2 separate regions of the Sus scrofa genome follow, and region 1 is linked to region 2. Evidence: chromatin contacts called from public Hi-C data. All regions are on one chromosome and are shown on one strand. Each heading gives the region's core, a stretch centred on a gene start, on an enhancer-like site or on the middle of the called end of the contact. The rest is flanking DNA. Distances are from core to core; before and after follow the strand shown.

Region 1 (4,304 bases), core at 1,231-3,730, 86 kb before region 2:
AGATTCGTTAACCACTGTGCCAGGACAGGAACTCCTAACGCAGCATTATAAGTCAACTATACTTCAATAAAAAATAAAACCTAAAAAAATTTATAAAAATTAAAAAAAAAAAGCAGCCAGAAAGAAAAGACCAGAGGAACAAAGACAAGAATGACAGCAGACTTCTCTGTAGAAACCACATAGGCCAGAAGAAAATGGAATAATGTATTTAAAGCACTGAAATAGGAAATGGTCAAAGTAGGATTCTGTCCCAAAAAATCTTTAAAAAATTAAGGCAAAAACAACTTGTAAACATCGACAAAAGCTGAAATAATTAATTGCCAGCAGAACTGCATGAAAAGAAATGTTAAAGAGGCAGAAAGGGGAGACCAAGGGGGAGAAAAGAAAGACTAAGGGGAAGAGAGGGGACAACTGAGGAGCAAGTGAAGAGAATTCACTTGCAGCAAACTGATGTTCACCTCATTAACTAAGAGCCTTTAGTTCTGAGGCTCCCTTTGGCCTTTGACCAGTCAGTCGCATCTGCACCCTGCTGTCTGCTCTTGCTCTTTCTCCAGGAGAGTCCTGCAACTTGTCCCAGACCTGATCCTTCTTCTTCTCTCTGCTCCAAAATCACTCCCTCCAACTCTAATGGCCCTTCACCCTATCATCCCCTGGAGGGCTGGACACTCCTGGCCTCTCACCTCACTCTTCCAAGAGACCATCTTCCTCCCGCTGCCTCCTATGTCATCCTATCTGTATCTGAATGTCATCTCCCTTTAAGATGATCTTCCTGTGACTTGATTTTTTTCTGTCCTCCTTTCAGCATCTTCTGAATTTTTAACATGAGCACACATTACTATAATAATAAAAATAATCATATTGATGAAAACTCATGATGGGTAATGAATGAATTAACGACGATTCCCAGTCCCAGACTCTCTCCAATGATGCAAGCTGAGAAACCATGAGCGGATGCGGATATGTTCCTTCACCTCCCATAGGAACAAATTGTGGGCACTTGCCACACAACTGATCAGGGGCTTGGGTTAATGTAAGTCAGGAAAAACCCCGGCCATGTGGAGAATACGTGAGTCATCTCTCTCACCCCTAGACCTCAACTTGGAACCACTAGAGATTCTGAGAAGCATGGGACCCAGCATTCCTTTTCCCAAACACCCCTTGCCCAGAAGCTCAGAATCTTTACTCTCTTCCCAGTCAGCAATTCTGGCAAGCCTTCCCTGGGCTCAGGGCCACTGTGACAAAAGGGAGGTGAGGGGCGTTTGTCTCAAAGTGATCAGTGCTTCAATTTTAGGCTCTGCCTTTTATATGTCTCTATGCCTCCACGTATGTAAACTTTATCTTCTGGATACTTGGTGTCCTCTCCCATGAACTGGGGATTGTACCTGCCTCTAGAGGCTTCTAGGAGGCGCAAGTAAGCTAAGATGTGGGAGCGCCTGGTATGAAATAGAAGTGTTTCGTCTGTCTCTCCTCTCTGTACCAATGAGCTCTAAGCACTAACAGTTTGGTCTGTCTTCTCCTTTCTGATAATCTCTGGAGGCAATGCTTTAAGACCTGAGCTAATAGGGAAGAGTATGGAGGCACTAATTTTCATAAATGCACCTGGGAACTTTACTTATCCAAGCCTCTGTCTCATCATCTGTGAAATGGGCAAAATTGTACCTATCTTATAGGGTCAGTCTGAGAATTAGGAGGAAACAGGCCTATGGAAACATTCTGTAAATTGCCAGTACTCTGCACACAGATGAGAAACCACAGTGTTTCTCATCTGCGTGCCGAGCATCAGACTGTGTGTTATCATCACATAACATCGAATGAAACAAAGATCAAAGATCACCTATTATTGATAAGTGTGCAGTCAGTGGCAGGCAATGGTGCATCCAGGTCAGGGGTGGCAGGAGGGGGCAACATCAATGATAAAGGGTATTTAGCACTGAAATCATTTAGAAATGTTGATGCATGGGGGTCATAAACAATGGCAGGCTTTATCTTCTCCTTATTCACAAACGAAGCTGAGGTGCACTTGAAGATATTTTCCCAAGGTTACCCACCTGGTGGTTCCAGAACATAGCTCTAAAACCATCCCAGCTGAGGCACACATGGTTTCTAGGAAAGCATCAGGGAGTAGGGTCCTCCAGGGCTCTTTAGGGACCATGTCTGGTGGCTGGGGTGCATGTACTGCCCCAACTCACTTCACAGAAGCAGCTTGTCTGAGGCAGGAACTGACCTTCATCATGCTTGCCTCCCTCTCATCTTTACATTTCCTTCTAAGAAAAAGGTACCAAGTGTTCTACACAGTCAGGCACACCCTTTTAAAAAAGTTAAAAAGGAGCAAGATGCATGTTGAGCTCCGATCACCACTCACTGCGTCCTTAAGCAAGCCATTTTCTGACCTGGCAGCTTTGGCTGAATGATTACATCACGCTGCAGGAATTCTACCAAGGGTTGCGCAGCTGCTTTGGGTGACCATGCACAGGCCTGGACTGGAAAAGGGAAGCCCCTAAAGCCTGCTGGGCAGTGGGGCTGGCTCCAGTCTCATGAGAGCAAGCAGAGGTTGAGAGCGCAGTGGAGCCAAGGTCCCAGGGCAGTGCGGTTCTGGCCACACAATGGTTAGGGTGAGCAGGCCTTCTGGAAATGTCCCAGTTGTGGCTTTGTTCTGTGCCCTGGGGAAATGGGCACTTGCAGGTCCTTTCAGGCTGAGAGACACAGAAATTTTCTGGATAATTCATGCTCTAAACCTTTCTGCCTTCATTCCAATTATTCAGGGTTATTGTGGGAATTCTGAGGAACGACTTGAACGGCATCAAACCATGAACCAAGAATAGGAACCAACCACTTAACTGGCTGAATCCTAAACCAAACCCCAATATTAATTTTCTATAAATGCAATTCAGATGGAGTCAACATTGTTTTTGTTTTTAAACAAAACCAAACCCAAGTGGATCAGTTGGAACGTGAATCAAGCCCCTATGTGTCCTAAAATTAATGGACCAGAACAAAATTGGAAAATAAAAACATCTTTTAAATGAAAACACTATTTCATTGGCTTTCTTGGTTCAGGATTTTTTTTTTATGTCTAAAAAATGGGAAAAAATCCAAATACAGAAAGAATAATTATGCATTGCAAAACATTCAGAAAAATCAAAATAGTTTAAAGATAAATGTCATCTCTAATCTCACCCTGGGTATTTCCACAACTTTTTTTTTTTGGCCACTCCCACAGCCTGTGGAAGTGTCCAAGCTAGGGATCAAACATGTGCCATAGCAGTGACTCAAGCCACAGCAGTGGCAACTCCAGGTCCTTAACTGATAGGCCACCAGAGAATTCTTCCACAGCTTTTTCTGATGCATTCCATTTCACATAAATGTGATTATTTTTTATAATAATAAATACTTAATTACTTCCTTTTCTTGTTAAGAATATGTCATGGCAAAGTTCTGTATCAATATTTACGAAGCTACACCGTTATTTTTAATGGCTGCGAAGTACTTCTGGTTTATCTCACTTATTTAGGTTACTTCCATTACTTCACTTTTATGAATAATGCTTCAATGAACGGATTTGCACGTGAATCCTTACACCCTGGGTTGATTATTTTGGGTTAATTATTCAAGTGCTTCTGGTTAATTATTCAAGTGCTTCTAAGTCAAAGAACCCACATATTTTGGAGTTCCTGTTGTGGCTCAGTGGTAACAAACCCAACTCGTATACAATGAGGACGCAGGTTTGATCCCTGGCCCCGCTCAGTGGGTTAAGGATCGATATAGCATTGCCATGAGCTGTGGTGTAGGCCACAGGCATGGCTTGGATCTCAAGTTGCTGTGGCTGCGGCATAGGCTGGCAGATGCAGCTCCATTTTGACCCTAGCCTGAGAACTTCCATGTGCTGTGGGTGTGGCCTAAAAATACAAAAAAAAAAAAAAAAAAAAACCACACTTTTTTTTACTTTTCATATATATTTACAGATGCCCCCCACCCCACCCCCAGCCCCAGAAAGGTCATAACTATTTTCACTCCCACCATCAGTGGATAAAAACACTGACGTTCCCACATCCTGGATGCCAAAGGTGTCCAGCTCACCATCTGTCCTTGCAGAACTCTGTAGGGAACTGTCCCACCCACCACTGTACTGTGACTAACTGACCCAGTTTGTCCCAAACTGAGGAGGGTCCTGGGACATGATTTTCAGTTTTAAAATCTGGAAAGTCCCAGGCACATGGGATGAGTAGGTCACCCTACACAACCCGTGACAATAATGCACCCAGGATTTTTATCAGAACCACACATAGGCCAGTGCTGAGTTCTGC
Region 2 (4,295 bases), core at 248-2,747:
TCTGAGCAATAGTCCCAGTCCTCATTTTGTTCCAAACTTTGAGCATTTCTATAACCAAATCATTTAAGCCTCTTTCCAAAAGGGATGAGTTGGGAGAGAAAGGGAGAGAGACAGAGTAGAAAGAAAACTCCAGATGCAAAGGGGCATTTGGGTAGTTAGAGCTAACTGCTGCTAAGGTCCAAGAAAATAAATGCCCCTCTTAAGGTGGCAGCGGTGAATCGAGTTCCTGGATGGTTGCCAAGTCACGTCACTTTACTGTGCCAGTTTCCTCATCTGGAAAGTGTGAATAATACTTTGTGCTTTTCCTATCTAAAAGGATTATTGTGAGATGTAATGAGGTGAGGTGTGAAAAATATAAGGCGGGATCAATGTGTTACCGAATAATAAAAACGGTCATAGTATTAGTTATTAGCAGTTATCCATTACAGCTAATAGTTCTCCATGATCTACTTTTATCCCAGTTTGGGGTCAGTTCACCCCAAATTCTTTGCTAAAGGATGGAAACCTGTCTGCCCTAGATGGGGTTACTCCTTTCTCCTGCCCTTTCTATTTAACTGTTTTTTTTTTTTTTTTTTTTTTTTTTTTTTTTTTTTAAATAAGCTCAGGGCTTTTGCACTTGATGTTCTCTCCACCAAGACTGCCACATGGCTGAGGCTTTCATTCTCATCTCAGCCAGGATGTCACCTCCTCAGCCAGACTTCTTCTTATTATCCCATAGACAGCAGCGCCCTTCCTAGTCCTTTCTAGCTCATTATTCTGTTTTATTTTCTTCATGGCACCTTAGAAAATCACCCTATGTATTTACTGATGTATATAGCCTGCAGTTCCATAGGAGTAGTTTCTTTTGCTCATGCCAGCATCCAGAACAATGTTTGTTGAATGACTTCACAATTTACTCTGTCTGAACCCAGGAAACAATCTTTTATTACTGTTAGCTCCAAAAAGCAGATGGCTCCCTTCCATGCAGGAAAGTCAGGGATGGAGGTAAGGGGTGTAGCGGGGGTGTGTGGTGATAGGTCATCAACCTAGTTCTTTCCCCAGAGTCTGCACTCTCCAGAGAAGGTAGAGAGCCATCAGCTATCCTTTCCACCAGCCACAAAATCTCCAGGGCCAGGGCCACCTCTAACCTGCCAGAGGGGTTGGTGCTGGAGTGGATGGCAGTTGATTCTGGTTTGGGTCAGAGGCTCCCAGAGGGCAGGGTGGGCAAGAGGCGAGGGTGCAGGCAAGAAGCGGACGGGGGCGCCGCTCTGACGGCCTCTCTGCAAGCGCGTATCAGAGGCACGTCCAGCCCACCCACTCGCGTGCCCATAGCAGCATTATTCCCTATAAGGATCTGAACTGTCCGGGGGCGGCCCCGCCCCGTCGCCCCGAGCCCCCAGCCCCGCCCCCTTTTTGGAGGGCCGATGAGGTAATGCGCCTCTGCCATTGGTCGGAGGGGGCGGGCCCCGCGCTCCGGAGAGGGGCGTGCCGGGGGGACGCGCTCTATATCACCCGGCCGCCGGGCTGCGGCGCAGAGCGGGCAGCAGGCGGGCGCTGGGACAGCTTCTTCTCCTCCTGCTCCTCGGGCTTCTCCAGCTCTTGCTACAGCTCCCGCTTCTTCGCCCAGAGTGACTGCCCACTCGCCGAATCGTGTGCCAGCGCCGAGGCAACCTCGCCTCACCCCAGCCCGTCCCGCTGGGCACTCGGAGGGCGGCGTACCCGAAGCCAAAGTTGCTCCACACGGCCGGGCGGGCGAGCTCAGGCTGCAGCGACCCCGCCAGCGGCGTGTACCGCAACTTTGGAGAGGCGAAAGCAGCCCGGCAGCGGCAGCGGCAATGACTCCCTGGCTCGGGCTTGTCGTGCTCCTGGGCAGCTGGAGTCTGGGGGACTGGGGCGCCGAGGCGTGCACATGCTCGCCCAGTCACCCCCAGGACGCCTTCTGCAACTCTGACATCGGTAAGCGCTCCGGGTGTCCCCGCAGGAGCCCCCGCGGTTCTCGCTCGCGCGCTGCAGCCAGACTTGGGTGTTGCTCTGGGTGGCATGGCGAACCCCTCTCCTTTTCTCTGCCTAGGCTCGGGCGGGTTGGAGATACTCAGGTTCCTGCGGCGGGGGCTCTGGCTTGACCGAGGGGGGAGATGCCCTGCAGAGAAATCCACTGGACCAGAGTGAACCCCTTGTAACTATGCTCTTTTAGGGCGTGAGGTCCCTAATAGTCCTTTTGACATCTGGAAAATTTCCTTTTTCTCTTGGGAGGATGGGCTGGGGGAGCAAGGTGGGGAGAGTGTTTCTAAAACTTGGAATGCCAACTAAAACGCTGCGACGGTGAATCTTTAAAAAAAGAAAAAAAAAAAAAAAGAAAAAAAAAGAAAAGAAAAAGAAAAAAGAAAAAAGAAAAGTCGCCAGACTTGTACAGGGAAAGTTGCAGGAGAAACTTGAAGTTTTCTGAGTTTGCCTCATCTCCTGCACCCATGAATTTAATTCTTTTCAATGAGACCCAACCGAGCCTCACACTCCCTAGGCAAGTGCTAACTGAGCTTCTTGGCCTGACCAGTTTGGGTAGATTTAAGGAGAAAAATGAGAAGAAAGCCTTGGGGTTGACCCTCCCCAGAGAAACTGTGTTTGAGAGTGTTGATAGCAAGCAGAAGGTGGCGTGTGTGAGGGATCACTTATCATATAGCTGTGAGAATTCACAGGAAGGTTATTTTTTTTTTCCTTGAATGTGTGTGGGGAGGGGGACACAGCAATGGAAAACGGATTTGTCACCAAGAGAACAAAGATGCCAGGGGTCACATCATGGTGACTCTTTCAAATCAGACTTAGCATCTTGATTAGAGACTCGGTAAGAAGTAGAACCAGTTTTTATCAAGGGCCTTGAGAGTGTCCTGGGAGAACTTGTTTGGGAGTTTTCAGGACACTTGTGTTTGGATGGTCAGAGATGGAGTAGCAGCTGGAAAACATCTCTCCTCTCCTTTCCAGTTCATAAAGCATACAAGTCCAGTGGCCCCTGCTGTGTGTGTGTGTGTGTGTGTGTGTGTGTGTGTGTGCTGGGGGTGGGGTGGGACAGTCTCGCCACCCTCTGCCCGTGTCGATTCAGAGGTGAAGAATGGAGCATGTGTGTTTTAAGCAGTCATAAAGGGGGAAGGAAATTTTCCACTGGGTCCTGGGTGAGGGCCTCCACAAGTGTGCTGCAGGGGAGGAGGGGGAGGAGGCAGGAACCCGGCAGGGGAGCGGCTGAGGTTGGGAGGGGTGCTTCTGGTGGGCCTGGTGAGCCCAGGGGAAGTAGGGGAGGTAGCTCTGGGGACTATGTCAGTCCAGCTGGCAGGCAGAGGTATTTGTGTAACCTGGGGTCACCTGTGTTAGTGGTTTCCTGGGGCCCGTGAGGTACACCTTTCTCTCTCCTGGGGGAATGTGGCTGGCCCCTGGGTTTGTGGATCGCTTGGAAGGATACTTTTAGGCTCCCTGAGGCCTGGAGCCCCCACCCAAATATTACATGACCTTTCTCTCCTCACCCCATGGGTGTCATTCCCACCAGAGCAGTGCTGGGAGTGGCTGCTGCTGGTGGCAGTGCGTTCCAATCCTGCTCAGTCAAGAGCATATACTAGGGGCCAGGAGTCAGGTGGCGTCAGAGTGTCCTCCTCTGCCTGACAATGTTTTGGGTGTGTTCACTTGGATGTTTTTTGTGTGTGGGAAGAGGGAGACCTCAAGTCTTCCCTCTGCCCTTGGCTTTGCGTTTTCACCCTGGAAGTTCACCAGTGAGCAGTGGAAACAGGAGCAAGGAGACCACTTCCAAGGGGGGTACTCTTGATCCTGTTCACTGCTTGGGTTTCCTGCTGTGTGTCTGGGCTGACACAGAAAGTTCCTCATAATTTCTCTGGATTTTTTCAAGACGTGCACCCACATCCCCCTCCTCAATAGACTGTCCAGAGGAAAGCAAAGTTACTAGGAAGTACCCAAACACCAGAACATTGTGGTAGCAAAAATAAAAAAGAAACAAACAAAATCTTCGATACCGCTGGCACCGATCCAAGACGGCTCTGCCTGGGTTTGGTGGTGCACTGCACTTGTGGCAGGGATGAGATAATGCTTTTAAAAATGGGAGGTGTGGGTGTGGGCCGCCTGCTTGTTGACCTCCGCTGCCTTACAGTACCCTGCTGGCGTCCAGTAGGTGGCTCCCAGTCTGGGCTGACACTCTGCCTGTCCGCTCCCTGGAGAAATGTGTTGATGTTCTCGTTCCCCTTGACCCTTAAACCCTGCCAGTCAATGCTGTAGCTCATGGAAGATGCAAGCACCAGCACACCAGCTTCTTCTTCCAGAAC

The links. A called contact is a pair of places that touch in the nucleus more often than the background predicts.
Region 1: a contact with region 2 is called in a Hi-C map of skeletal muscle, with 4 times the contacts expected there. The contact joins the enhancer-like site here to the promoter of TIMP3 in region 2. A contact is called at or near these places in 7 of 47 Hi-C or Micro-C datasets (embryonic fibroblasts, fetal skeletal muscle, liver and 3 more) and 1 of 2 datasets of contacts at active chromatin or transcription factors (skeletal muscle).

What each region holds. Positions count from the first base shown.
Region 1 is chr5:12,326,482-12,330,785 of Sscrofa11.1, reverse strand. All of the region lies in intron 6 of SYN3 (synapsin-3), which reads right to left. Among named protein-coding and RNA genes, the nearest start is that of TIMP3, 86 kb to the right of the region's middle. Within about 2 kb of position 2,480, at least 15 of the 83 cell types and tissues checked have an H3K27ac peak or open chromatin away from gene starts, as enhancers often do. A contact at or near this core is called in skeletal muscle, where this site is marked.
Region 2 is chr5:12,239,801-12,244,095 of Sscrofa11.1, reverse strand. TIMP3 (metalloproteinase inhibitor 3) reads left to right here and starts at 1,497. Exons shown (of 5, transcript XM_003126073.6): 1 at 1,497-1,935. The coding sequence starts at 1,815. The region is part of intron 6 of SYN3 (synapsin-3); the gene reads right to left.